2 separate regions of the Xenopus laevis genome follow, and region 1 is linked to region 2. The links are chromatin contacts, called in public Hi-C maps. All regions are on one chromosome and are shown on one strand. The core of a region is the stretch at or near the end of the contact, and the rest is flanking DNA. Distances in the headings are between cores, read along the strand shown. Region 1 holds the start of LOC108711290 (talin-2). Region 2 overlaps LOC108711290 (talin-2).

Evidence for each region. A called contact is a pair of places that touch in the nucleus more often than the background predicts.
Region 1: a contact with region 2 is called in a Hi-C map of the XL177 cell line, with 2.4 times the contacts expected there. The contact joins the promoter of LOC108711290 here to the enhancer-like site in region 2.

The regions. Positions count from the first base shown.
Region 1 is chr3L:97,351,442-97,358,538 of Xenopus_laevis_v10.1, reverse strand. It overlaps LOC108711290 (talin-2), which reads left to right and starts at 4,493. Exons shown (of 57, transcript XM_041586665.1): 1 at 4,493-4,643.
Region 2 is chr3L:97,275,352-97,283,298 of Xenopus_laevis_v10.1, reverse strand. It overlaps LOC108711290 (talin-2), which reads left to right. Exons shown (of 57, transcript XM_041586665.1): 17 at 1,165-1,263; 18 at 1,354-1,521; 19 at 3,448-3,742; 20 at 4,433-4,599; 21 at 4,720-4,848; 22 at 5,704-5,817; 23 at 6,519-6,632; 24 at 7,173-7,307. Among protein-coding and RNA genes, the nearest start is that of LOC108711290, 75 kb to the left of the region's middle. Within about 2 kb of position 6,093, at least 2 of the 7 cell types and tissues checked have an H3K27ac peak or open chromatin away from gene starts, as enhancers often do.

The DNA.
Region 1 (7,097 bases), core at 3,244-5,743, 77 kb before region 2:
TAGCAGCTAGGCTGACCTGATAGGGAACTTTAGCCTGTATCTGCTTGTCAGCTTGTGTGACTGCACGGCTGTGTTGGCTACAGGCCCGGATTTGCGGCAAGGCCGCATAGGCCCGGGCCTAGGGCGGCAAAAAAATAGGGGCGGCATGCCGCCCATCCGCACTATGGGGACGTGTGCGTCCCCATTCAATTACAGCAGCTGCGCCGGCGAAAAAACGCCGGCGCGCTGGGAAGGGGAGGTGAGGTGGGTGCTAGGACCACGCGGCCGCCTGGTCGGACCGCGCGGCCTAGGGGCGCCGCACATTGAAATCCGGCGCTGGTTGGCTATCCTCCTACTGTGCTTTTTGCAGGGATGGCTGGGGACACCCTCCCCTCATTTGAAACACAGACAGGGACCTAGCAGATCTATACAAAGCTCCAATAAAAGGCTGTGGTTGCCTTGGGCTGGTACAGAAGCCCAAAACATAATGTACAACATTTCTAGCATACTTCTTTAGTTATCCTTTAAAAGGGCAAGGTTTGCATGGTTTTGGATGGAGATTTGAAGAGGAATTATGGGTGCCAGAGGCAGGCATGGTCTTGTTGCGCAAGTGTGTTGTATTACTTATGGGTCAGGAGAATGGCCATGCAGGCATATGTTGCCCTAAGATCCCTTACTGCAACCCTAGTACCAGCAGTAATCTGAAATACATTTGTCCATGGTATGGTCCTCTGTCATTCCCATCCATGTTCCATCAAACTTATGCCAATTTTTTTGACTTGAAATACTCTCTTAAAGGAAAACTAAATCCCCCAAAAAATGTAGGTCCCTATACAAAGATATTGCATAAACAGCTCATATGTAAAACCCTGCTTCATGTAAATAAACCACTTTCATAACAATATACTCTTCTAGTAGTACGTGCCATTGGGTAATCATAAATAGAAAATTGCCATTTTAAAAAATAAGGGCCGCCTCCTGGGATCGTACGATTCACTGTGCACACAAACATACCAACAAACCATACTTGTAAGGTCACATGAGCCAATTAACAGACAGAGTTCTGTCTTTTGCTTCAACACTTCTTCCTGTTACAGTTAGAGTTTTAGTATGTCAGGTGATCTCTGAGGCAGCACACAGACTATCACGAAATGGTGGCTCAAGGCAAGAGATGTAAAAGGGCAGGATTTACTTAAATATATAGACCACTTTGGTAAGATTCTTTAATATGCCACTTAATATGATATAAACTATCTGTTGCTTGAGTGTTCATTTTGGGGGTATAGTTTTCCTTTAAAGGAGAACAAAACCCTCTAAAGTTAAAAGCCCCCATCCGCCACCCTCTACTGGTCCCCTGCCTGCTCCCTCCCTGCATAGTCTTCTACTAGAAAAAGTTTTCCTGGCAGCAACACTGACCTATCTATGCAGAGTAGTGCATCTTCAATAGCTTCAGCAGCTTCGGCTTTCTTTGTGAAGTGACTGCCAACACTTGAGCTTCTGGCACATGTACAGTTGGAGCAAGTCCATATTATTGGCAACTGTGCATGCACCGGAAAGCCCATGAGCTCCTCTGCGCTACTCTGCATAGAAAGGTCAGTGTTGCTGCCAGGGACACTTTTTCTAGTAGAAGTCTATGCAGAGAGGAAGCAGGGAGGGAGGGCAAGTGGAGGGTGCCAGGTGGGGCTTTTAATTTTAGGGGGGTTGTGGTTTCCTTTAAAATACATTTCTGTAAAGAAACTCCTCATATTGCCAATTTCCTCACCTTGGGACTCATTTATCAACAGTGGATACATTTGCACCTTGCACCCTGTTCTATCTGCAGCTGTCTGAAATAAGCTTATCGCTGGTTGCTGTAAATTTGCCCATTGTCAATTAATGAGCCCCTAGTATCTGACACCCCCTTCTTATTTTAGATTGTAAGTTCTATTGAGGTTTGCCACCTGGCTGGCATTTTACTAGCCTGACCTGTAATAATGATGCTTGATATCAATAATGATGCTTGATATCAATGTTATTAATAAAACAAATAGGAAGAGAAGGCCACAGACATGTAAACTCACCTGGAAGTTTCGGGAGTCACATACATTTAACAAACCCTTAACTGGTCATCCACAGTTACAGCCCAGTCATCTGATGACAGTAATTTACACCTGAACCCATGCCATTGAAAAGCATTAAAGCCACGCCATTGATCCTCAGAAGCATCCAGACCAAGAAGCATAATCAGGGTGTGTTGCTAGGGTGTATTGGGGCAGATTGGGAATGAGAGGGAAGGATTGGTCGTAAGTGATTTACATGTTAAAATTTCTTCAATATGTGGTGTCCCTAATCTGCTTTAACAAGAGCGGAGGCAGGCCCGGATTTGTGGCAAGGCCACAAAGGCCCAAGCCTAGGGCGCATATTTTTAGGGGGCAGCATGCATTTTTATTTCCTGGTTCCGACACCTGGAGCACTGTAAAGCCTGGAATTTTGATGAATATTTGAATCTTGAAGTGTCCAGTCTGATGCAAGTGTCTATAGGAACAAGTAAACTTATGAGGGGAGCAGAGGGGCCAAGCAGAAGGCGTGAAAGCATAATGTGTGTGCACACATGCATGCGTTGGGGTTGGTAGTCAGCCTAGAGCACATCATTTGTAAATCTGAAGCTGACTGGAAGGGGTGCAGTGTCGGACTGGGACACCAGGGGCCCACACTCAGTACTATTTTCTTCCTCTCCTTACTCAACCTCTATTCTCCTAGTCTCTTTTCTTTACATACTATAATCTATTATTCCACCCATTTAGCCTCTTTTTTCTCATAGAATAGGGAATGACCATGAAATAGGCCAAAATTTAGCAGCATGAGGGCCCACTGACACCTGGGCCCACCGGGAGTTTTCCTGGTATCCCTGTGGTCCAGTCCGACACTGAAGGGGTGAATGCAAGTATATAAACAGTAGCCATCTGTGTCCACTGTTGAAAGTTCAGTTGGGACAGAACAGGGTGGGTCAGGAAATGGTTGAGTTATTAGCAAATATTGCTAGCCTAGCCACCCACTGTAGGGGAACATCATTCATCCCACACACACTTTATAAAGATGTTATTACTAATAATAATAATAATAATAATAATAATGACAGACAGGCCCGGATTTGTGGTAAGGCCACCTAGGCCCGGGCCTAGGGCGGCAGGATTTTAGGGGGTGGTATGCTGTCCAAACACACCCACATTTGTTAAAAACACTGGGGATGTTCTGGAGATACAATCATTTTTTTAATTTCCCCATTGCTCCAGTGCAGATGATGAAAATTTGCACGAATAAATGGGAGGGGACAGGGGCGACGAATGGCAGTGGGCCAAGAGGTGCCCACTATGTAAATCCGGCCCTTATGACAGAGTATGGGGCGTAACAACAGAGGCAGCAGACCTTGCGGCTGCAGGGGGCCAAAGAAGGATTGCCACCCGGCCGGTATTTTACCGGCCTAGCCGGTAAAACACCCGCCAAGGCCGGGGCCGGTATTACAACATACCTCCCAACATTTTGGAAGTAAAAAGAGGGACAAAAAATGTTTTCCCGCACGTAGCGCAGCAATTTTTTGACCACACCCCTTTCTGTGGCCACACCCCCTAATTACCATGTTTGTTTTACAAAATTTGGCAGGTTATGAAAGTTTGAAAATATTTCTCCTTATCTAAACTGTGTTTTTGTGTCTCAAAATTGTTACAAAGTATCTTATTTGCACCTGTTAGCTGTTCTGGGCTCTCTGCTAAAGGCCAATTAAGTGAGAAACTTTGTTTCTTTTTCTGGCTGTTCAGTGCAGAGAAAAGAGGGACTTTCCAGTAAAAATGAGGTACTGCGGGTTGAGCTGTCAAAAGAGGGACTGTCCCTCCGAAAAAGGGACAGTTGGAAAGTATGCTACAAATTTACCAGGAATGTAGCTGCTGGTAAATTTGTAATATCCCTAACTAAAGCCCTTGGCCCAGCCCAATCTGTGCAAAACTTACCTTTTTTCGCTGCCTGGCCAATCACACGCCGCGGCCCCGCCCCCTTTGATGTCACGCACCGCCCCTTTTGATGTCACATCTGGCCCCTTTTGACATCAAGCCGTGCCATTTTTTACCGCCCCCAGCAAATTTTATTGAAAGGTGGCAACCCTAGGCCCAGGAGGTATAGGGGGACCCATGAAGCCCTAATTAATGAGCAGTTTCAATTTCTATTGGTAAAACAGGACAACCTCTGGATATGTTGAGGGCCCTAAAATGAATTTGTTGTGTGGGGCACAGTAACATCTAGATACACCAGATGATACTGGGCCAGAGTATAAATAAAAAAATAACAGTCTAAGTTACTTGTTAGTTAAAAATCTTTTAATACACGAAAAATTATAGCACACTTTAGGGAAATAGGCACTCGCGCTTGCTGTTGAATAAGAAAGATTGAATAAAAGGCATTTGACAAAATCATGTTAGACTGAATGCCAGCCACAAGATGGCGCCTGTTGCCATACCAACCCTGACCTCCCTGTACCCGCCAGAAGCGCCGCTGCGCAATGTGATTCTCTGCTTTCTCTCACACCCCCACTCCTTCGTTGCACATGCGCATGAGGCGTTTCGGGGGGTCAGGCAGTGCTTCGGGCGGAGAGACAGTGAGAGATGGAGAGGGAGTGACCCAGGGACCAGGACAGGGTAAGGGGGAAATAAAGCGGGAGAAGATGGCATGTAACTGGTTGAGCATTGATGTGTTTGTATATGCTAGAAGGGGGTACACACGGTGTTTAGGAATGTGCAGAGTGAGGGGCTAACATAGTACGATGTATATATGCATTTTGCTGAGATAAGGGCTGGGGTTCTATGCGGGGACACAAATGCAGCATTTATCAGATGAACATACGGGAACAATGTGCTGGCTTGTAGTATAGCTGTGATGTATGTATATAGTGTGTGTGTGTGTGTGGGAATGCGCCGGCTCCATGTACAGATATATGTGTGTTCGCCGCTGTAAACACGTGTGGAACATAGCAGTTGTACAGCAGACAGGCTCAGGATAGGGGTGTGTGTGTGTGTGTAGCCCCGGTGTGCAAGGATCGGAGCAGCCACTTCTTCCACTGACGCTCTGTTGCAGAAAGCCATTCAGGAGATGTATTTGGGCTGGGTGTCCGGGAAGGCTTGGAGGGCAGCACTGGAATTTAAATCCTCAGCATATGTGTGGATAACATCCCCTCCCTACTAGCACATGGGCTCTCTGCATGCTCTCTGCCAATAGGCACTTCTATAGGTTATATATGTTCTACCTACACAAAAAGTTTTTATTGCAATGCCCCTGTCTCTTTGTTATATCTGTATTATGCAAACATGTAGCTGCAGCTGTGGTTTATACAGAAATAGAGAGTCATACATTCCCAGAGCACATGCTGTATACCTGAAAGAACACATTACATAGCAATTGTCTGCAGTTCTGTGTATTACATGCGTTATTTATTGCTATTAGTATTGTGTTTTGCAGTCGTAAGTTTTATTTATACTTCAGTTATGGCTTCATTACGGTTTAGGACCCCTCCCCACATTGCAGTTCTTTTTATGTTTAAAGGAAACATACTTGTGTAGGGTTAACCTTCTTGCATTTTCTCTTAATTAAAAAAAAAAGGTCATAAATGACTTATGGCACATATCTTTACTTGCATTTGGAGGCAGTATTGGTTAAAATAATTGGCCTCCTGGGGTGTTTTCAAAGCTCCTGCTTTCCCCCACACCAGTACAATCAACCCTACATGTTTGACCATTGTCAAATAAAATAGCTATAAGCTGCTACACAGTTACCGCTGTTAAATGAGATTGGGTATCAGGCACTCTGCTGCTTTATGTGCAATTTATTGGGGCTGGGTAACCTTGGGGGCCTGAGCTGCTACTCTAAAGTCCCATGTTATAATCTCCCACTGACTTGCATAGCCATTTATTTATGACCACAAGGGTTTCTGTTGCTTTTGCTTTGATGTCCATGCAGGAATTCTGCAAACCATTCAACAAAATAATAAAGACTTTGTTTATCTAGAAAAAAAATAAAAAAAAATTATATATATATATATATATATATATATATATATATATATATATGTGTGTGTTTTCTGTAATTCCACTTTTTGTAACAAGATGTTTATAAACTCACTCCTTTTCTCCCCTCCCTAGAAGTACTGCAGAACATGGAATCTGTATTCTGTGGCACACTAACAGGCTTAATTTAGGGAATTAGTCCTAATGGTTTATGTTGTATTTTATTTGAAATAATTGCAATAATCACATACGTTTTAGATGTAAACTCATGTCTGATAGATTGTATCGGTTAAAAGACAAGAAGTAATCAATGTAACCCAAACAGGCAAGATTAGATTATGCAAGTTAATACTATACTATATAACTTTATACCTTTCATTGTGGCCATATTACTTATACAGTACTATTTGGCCAATCATTGTGCTTTTAATAAATGAAAATAAAAGTTAAGTAATTTGAGATTACTGGAATGCTATACCGTGGTGTTTACTGATTCAGTACAGGGAACGGGGTCAGCAGACCTATGCTTAAAGCAGGGGTTTACCTTTGAGGTAACTTTTAGTTTGTGTATATATAATGGGTAGTTCTAAGCAACCTTTCAGTTTTTGAATTGTCTGATTTTTCTGACTCTTTTCAGCTTTCAAATGGGGGTCACTGACCCCACCTAAAACAACCAGATTGCTGAAATTGCAAACTGGAGAGCTGCTGAATAAAAAGCGAAATAACTCAAAGAAGGCAAATAATAAAAAAGAGACATTTGGAAATCGTTTCAGAATTTCACTCTCTCTTCATCAAACTAAAAGTTAATTATAAGGCTAATGGAAAGCTTAAATAAAGCGAAAAAAAACCCTGACTCCTTTCCTTATTTGCATTGATGGGCATGGTGTCGGCCTGTATCCAGACACATGGAGCAAAAGTTGACACGGAAAAGCAAAATTATGCAAATTTCGGCCTAAAATCTGCTTTGAGTGTCTGCTAACATGCCCAAGCTATGGCTGTCAGTGAAGACACCGGAAGGAATGGTTGGGAGTGCATTGGTTTTTCTCTGTCTGCCTTGAAGCAGGTGGAGAAAGGCTGAGCCTCAGTCATGTA
Region 2 (7,947 bases), core at 4,844-7,343:
ATTTCATAATGTAATTCTGCAAACAGCTCAGCCTAAAGGTCAGTTAGGCCTGGATTTGCTCTCCTCGATACACCAGTCCATTCTGAAGGCCATTTTCACAGAGATTTGGGCAAATATTTATTTGTTATAGATAACATTGAAACTATGACTGAATGACTCACAAATAGATATCTCCCTATACCTGTTATAATTTTATGCGCTAAGGAGGGCACAGAACAAAAGTTGAACTGAAAAAGTTTGACAAGCACAGCGGTTTATCACACATGTAGTATTTCTCCTCTTTTGGAGAATCCCCCAATACCCTCAGTGCCTTCTCTCATGCTCGTAAATGAAAAATGTGAAAACTTTTATTTTCAGATTGAAAGCGTCTATCATGAGCATCGACGCGTGCTTTCCATTCAAGTTAATGACACACTGCATGTAGAGCAATCTCTGCCAGTTAAAATATGCCAATATTGAAATGTTACATTTGCCATCTGCTGTACAATCAGAGAAAGCATATTTTTTCCTTGTTCACTCTGTTTTTTGAGGCATATTTCTCACAATAACTAAAGACTGAAATTCTGCTGTCTGGATTTAATTTGGACATGATCTGCCTGAAAGTTTACTTACAGGCAGCCTAGTTCCATCAAGACATTTGGCTTACTGTGCTCTGACAATCCACCACACTTATTATCAAGATAGTATTGTGCCAATTCTGATCAAACATGTTTAACAATATATTTAGTCAATGATAATATTGTGATGTATGTGTGATTATCAGCAGAGCTAATTCATGTCCAATATCCATGGCTATTGTGATACTAAAATCTATAGTTCGTATAGATATGGGTATATATGGAATGTATGTAGGGGTCAGTGTGTATATGTATAAATGCTGGGTTTCATTTGGAGAGGTTGAACTTGATGGTCTTTCTTCAACCCCATTTAACTTAGTAACTATGTGAGATGATGTTCTATGCGGCACCCGTGTATAATGTGAGCTGTATCCTGCAAGAACAATGTTTATTTCATCTATGCCCTCTCTATGCACTACTGCTTTAGATTAGGATTGACCAGTCCAATTTACTGCAAGTTGTGCATGCTTTTGTATTTATGTAATTGTTGTAATAATTACAGTGTTTTTTTCATTCCTCTTATATTTTTCACTCTGTTTTTTTCCAGCCACGTCAGACTGTTCTCACTGCAGCTGGCAGCATTGGACAAGCGAGCGGGGAGTTACTACGTCAGATTGGCGAGAGTGAAGCTGATGAGAGGTTCCAGGTATCTACAAAAACATTTTCTTAGCAGTGAAATGGACTATACAACGATTTGGTTTTTTTACTTACATTTTGCATTGTTCTTATCCTCTAGGATGTGTTGATGAACTTGGCAAAAGCTGTAGCTAATGCAGCTGCCATGCTAGTTTTGAAGGCAAAAAATGTGGCTCAAGTGACTGAAGACACTGTTCTGCAGAATAGAGTGATTGCTGCCGCCACACAGTGTGCACTTTCCACTTCTCAGCTTGTTGCTTGTACAAAGGTAAGTAGTGCCTTACTAGCTGTGGGAAAAAGTAGTGAGAAAGTATTTTGCTCCTGAGTATAAAAACACCTGGGCATTATTACAGGCTCTTTCAAAGTTTGTTAGTGTGGGAGTTTTGCCAAGAAAAAGTGTTGGGCTACTTGGGCAGAACTAAATGTAATAGTAAGGTGGTTGTGTAGACCCTTACGGGCAAGAAAAAAATCCAGCATTTTATTGCTTGGGTGATTTTGTAGCTCAGTAGATAGGACAAAAACATAAAAAATTACCCCATTCGCTTTTATGGAAATCACTTGCAAGCTCAGTTTTTGCCTATCTGAGAGCACTTTTAGGTGATTGCTATAACAATTAAGGGTAGCTCAAAGAAGGTTGGAGTGCAGGACAAATCCACAGCAGTAGTCTGAGAATGCAAAAAATCCTTTTATTGATGAGTGAATATCCAAACTCACACTACATGGTTCAGGCTAGGCCCTTTTTCAATTGAAAAAAGGGCCTAGCCCGAAACATGTAGGAATGTCAGATGTAGTCGCAGCATGCATCCGACACTACTGTGGGGTGCAGACGCTGCATGCAGTGGCTCGGACCTAAGTCGCCCATGTAGTTCTACCCTAATGGGTGTATTTTTAAAGCATTTCCCTCTTTAAAAGTTTGTCTGATAACATACCTCTACTATACAGGGTGACCATTAAATTGCAGCAGAATTTAAAGGGGTTGTTCACCTTTAAATTAAATTAACTTTTAGTATGATTTGCAATTGTTTTTCATTATTTGTAGTTTTTGAGTTATTTAGCTATTTATTCAGCAGCTCCCTGGTTTGCAATTTCAGCAATCTGGTTGCTAGGGTCCATATTACCCAAGCAACATGCATTCATTTGAATAATAGACTGGAATATCAATAGGAGAGGGCCTGAATAGAAAGATGAGTAATAAACAATAGCCTTACAAAGCATTTGTTTTTATATGGGGTCAGTTACCCCCATTTTAAAGCTAGAAAGATTCAGAAGAAGATGGCAAATAATTCAACAACTATAAAAAGGAAAAAATGGAGGTCAGTTGAAAAGTTGCTTAGAATTAGACATTTTATAACATACTAAAAATGATCTTCAAAGGTGAACCACCCCTTTAAGAGGGCTTAAACTTAAAAACTTGTTTTCCAAATTATTAAATGTTTTCACTGTTCCAATTAGTATGTTTTCTCTACCACACCCAGTCTCCTGAAAGGGGTACCATGACATATGTATCCACTTAGAAATAAAGAAATTAGTGTCAGTGAATCATAGATATATTTACTGTATTAAAAGTATTAGATTATAACTTTATGTCTCTAATCCAATTTTTCCACTGATGCATCCAAATGAATCATTGTCTATCCCTGACTGCATAGTTCAGTGATTACAAAGTAGCTGGTCTTTCTTGTCGTGGTAGCTTCTAACATTTAGTTAAACCATAAAAAGAGAGATGTTGCAGTACCTGTAATGTTGTTGGCATCAGATGAATGTGCTACAAAAGAGTCAGCTTGTAAATACAGCAGACTATAAAATCTACCTTCTGATATTGAAACCGATTACTTCTGTTGAAGTGTACCATACTTGTATGTGTCTTGCCTTAGGCACAGTAGGGAATGTTTTCTATTACAATAGCAGAGCGTGTGATAAGGGCACAGACTGGGCTTCTCTCCATCTGTGTTTTCTCCACAGGCAGAGAGAAACCTATTCACACCCATCCACTCTGCTGTGTGTCTGCATTGACAGGCATTGGTCTGCGTGCAGACACACTAAGCAGATATTGCATATAAATGCATAGTTTTTAGGCTAGAGTGTCAGACTAGGTGTTTTCCCTGCCATCTGAAAAACCCCAGTGGAGAAAGCGCATTTATGTAGCTGCACATATTTATTACATGTAATAATGACTCCTGTCAAACCCTTACAGGTGGTCAGTCCAACCATTAGTTCTCCTGTGTGCCAGGAGCAACTGATTGAAGCAGGGAAGTTAGTGGATCGTTCTGTAGAGAACTGTATTCATGCATGTCATTCAGCTACTGAGGATATAGAACTCCTGAAGCAAGTCAGTGCAGCGGCCAGTGTTGTCAGTCAGGCACTGAATGATCTTCTGCAGCATGTTCGTCAGTTTGCAAGTCGTGGAGAGCCTATTGGATGGTATGACCAGGCTACTGACACCATCATGTCAGTCACTGAGAGTATCTTCAGCTCCATGGGGGATGCAGGTAAACATCACTGGCTTAATGCATTTTAGGCAACTTGCTTTCTAAAGCATTTTCAGTTGACAAAATAACCTCCCTTTGTTTTTTTCCATTGTTCTTTACTGTTTTCCATTCACCTTCCATGCTTAGTAACGACAATAATAATGCATGTGTTTTAAGGCAATGGTATACGTAAACATTCTGGGCCACGTCTGCATTTTACAAGCCACAATCCCCTTACACTATTGTGCATCTGTGATAACAGGCAATGGGATGGATTCTGAGCTTTTGTCACCTACCCATGGAGCTATTTATTAGGCAGGTAAAAGTACACCTGGGATTGCTTCAGGTATCATTGCCTTTAAATAAAATGCAGAAAATACATACACAATCACTGGATTCTTCAGCCGTAATTCATATCCAGGGTGTGTGTTTTGTTTACAAATACTAGAAATGTTACAGAAGACTTAGTCATCAAGGTATTACCTTCTGAATACACAGTTATATGAATCAATAGGATAACAATATGAGCTTGATAACTATAACCCATAATAACCTGGGTTAAAAGTGCAGTGCTATTTCCAAATCATTTTAATGCTTTTTGCATTTGTTCAAAAACAGTAAGAACATAAGTACTGCATGTATACAGTTAATAGTAGGTTTTGTAATTTCTTAGATAAGTGAAGTGTTCTTTGTATATTTATGTTGTTGCAGGGGAAATGGTGCGACAAGCTCGAGTGCTTGCTCAAGCGACATCAGACCTAGTAAATGCAATGAGGTCAGATGCAGAGGCAGAGATAGATATGGACAATTCCAAGAAGCTTCTGGCAGCTGCCAAACTGCTGGCTGATTCTACTGCTCGAATGGTCGAGGCTGCAAAGGTAAAATTCTGAGGGGTTCAGAGCAAATGCTTGGGGTTGGTAAAGAAAATGTTAGTCAATATTCTATTTTGTTGGAGAGGTTTTTAAAACTGTAGTTGTTTTACATGTGGCTTATTACAGGGGGCAGCAGCCTATCCTGAAAATGAAGATCAGCAACAGCGACTCAGAGAAGCAGCAGAGGGTCTAAGGGTTGCAACAAATGCAGCTGCCCAGAATGCTATCAAGAAAAAAATAGTGAATCGCCTAGAGGTAGGAAAAGAGTACACAGTTTGTCTCTGTGCTTTGGTGTGCACAGAGACAAAATATATGCAAGATTTTATTTATGTACTGCAAAAGCAACCCTAAAATACAATTTTAACATTTAAAATATTTTTACATTTACTTATATATGTTTATCCATGCCTTTACTGGATTACTTGCTTTTCAAGCAATAGAATTTATAATTTGTTGTCACACAGTATTAAAAGAAGGTGCTTTATAGCAAGCTAGGTTTCACATCCAAAACACAGAAAATAGTTACACATTGGTAAACTGACTGGACCTACAATTGCTTATTTACCAACCAAGCTATTTATTCTGACACTTTTTTTTTTTTAGAGGTGAACAATTTGGTTATACAAATGTCTGTTGCATAAGGTTATAGGGCAAGGGTGCCCAGACTCTAGTTATGCCTAACCTCTTAAGTGTTACGTTGTCATAGATAGTCTAACTTCATTGCTTTACACTGACTGATAAAGTGAGATAGTAGTTCTCATGTACTATCCCTGTAGAAAAAGGTTACCAGATGGGGGGTGGGGCGGTATTGCCTCAGAAACACCCCCTGCTGGTCAAACTGGGCAGAGATTTGTTTGTTTGATGACATTGCTGAATGAGCGAATCTGTGCCTGGTTTGGCCACCCACTCAGGCCAATGATCCAAATAATAAAAACAGGCCTATGGATATCTGTCAGATGAGGACCACATCAGTGTTCCAATGTAGGTCAATTTCTAATTTCTATCTCCATGCCTCTTGAAATATGTCTTCCTGTTCCATCTGATAATTAAAATGCTCTTTAAACGTGGTCACTCAGCCATCATTCATTTTCATTCTTTCTGTTTCCCCAGGCAGCTGCTAAACAGGCTGCAGCAGCTGCTACACAGACGATTGCAGCATCACAGAATGCTTCTCTTTCCAACAAAAACACTGCAGCTCATCAACAGCTTGTCCAGAGTTGCAAGGTAAAGGATATAGGCATCACAGGACAAACTAACAGTGAATATAAGCAAGCAAGCTTTCTGGGCATAGTTCCCTTCTTCAGGCTTACATTTTACAAAATGAGTATACTGGGCATATATATTCATGTATGGGCATATATATTCATGTATTTTATTGTTTGAACACAGCATTATAGAGAAAGTAAAAGAACTTGGGTATTTAATTTTGAATAGCTTAATCTGATTCACTCATTATGCACATGCGGTGATGTCAAACAAATGCGCATTAGGAGTGAGAATTGTGACATTGTGCTTAGTGGCCAAACATGGCCTTGCACTGGGAGCCTCTCTCCACCAACTGGATTGGGAGTTGGGGAAAATATTTTTTGGTCATAGGTTGCACTTTAAGTCAGAATTGAAGTTACATAAAACATTTTGGGATTTAGTAACACATAAAAAAAAGCTTGGTTGCTTTAGGTAATTTGAAGTAGACCAGAACATAGCTTGTTACCTTAATTGTTTATCACTTCTAGGGCACCGTTTCCTATGAGCGCACTGGCTATTCAGCTGGTGTACTTGGAGGGAGGTTGGGTGGATCTTTGTTCACCCCCTACAAGTAGTGTGTATTGGGGTAAAACAATGAAGATTTTCTGCAAAGGAAGCTATATTACTGCATAATCTTAGTTTGAAAAAAAAGACTATTGTATTTACTTTTTTCCATGTAGGCTGTTGCTGACCATATTCCTCAACTGGTGCAGGGTGTGAGGGGCAGCCAGGCCCAGGCAGATGATTTGAGCGCTCAGCTTGCACTCATTATATCCAGCCAGAACTTCCTGCAGGTACATCCATTGTGCATCAATGACTTTGTTACTAAAATAAACTGGTGCATTCAAGTATAGCCACACACTCTGACTTTTAACAACTGGGTTTTAACTTCTCTGAACTCACTGGACAAAGCAATACATGGGCATAACAACATATGCTTATAATGGTCAAAAATAGCAAATTTATATATTCAGCATGTAGGTTCTCTTCAGGCCCTAATGCTCATAAGTTACAGAAATTGTAGTTATTATGTACAGTGTTGACAGGTAACAATATACTTGCGATAGCATTTTATATATAAAATTTAAAATAAATTCATATGCTTGCACAGAATACCTGATATGTTTTTAATGTTTACCAGCAGTTGGGTTTGCAAGAAGCTTTTAAACTTAATATGTTCAGTATGAGTATTTAGATCTGTTAATATACTTTATATTACTTTATATATTTGACTAAAATCCCTTGGCCAGTATTACCCATTCTAAAATAAGTCATTCATTGCCTGATTGTTAAAGGGAACATTGTGTCTTACGTCTGTATTTCTGTTTTTTCAGCCTGGCAGTAAAATGGTGGCTTCAGCCAAGGCTGCTGTGCCAACAGTGACTGATCAGGCAGCTGCCATGCAGTTGGGTCAGTGTGCCAAAAACCTGGCAACCAGCTTAGCAGAACTGCGTACAGCAGCTCAAAAGGTTAGTTATATTGTGTGTATTACTGGGTAAGAGTACAGATACAGTATCTATTATCAGAATGCTCTGGGTCTGGGGTTTTCTGGAATTGGAATGGATGAATGAGAATCTTCAGGAAAATAGTTGAATCAAACCACTCCAGGCAGTATTTTTTAACTGCAATGTGTTTTTATTAGCAGTGTAGGCACACATGTTTCGGGCAAGGCCCTTTATCAAGTGAGACTTGATAAAGGGCCTTGCCCGAAACGTAGTGTGCCTACACTTCTAATAACAACACATTGCAGTTTAAAAATACTGCCTGGAGCTGTTTGATTCAACCATTTTCCTGAGTTATTGTACCTTAAAGTGTAACACAGACACCTGAATCTGCAGCTATAAGGAATCAGAAATTGGTGTCTGAACCAAGAACTTTTTACTATTGAATGAAAATCTTCATAGTCATTATCCACATTGTTAGATAGTTGACACCAGATAATGAATTGTCAATAGATTATAAATCAGCTGCTGCTGTAGTATTGGAAACACTGCTGTATTTAGTGTACAGAGAATACATAATAAATGCAGCAGTTTTTCAAATACTGATAGCAGCAGTCTGATTTTACCTTCTACTGATAATTGAACATTTATTAGTGAAGCACAGATA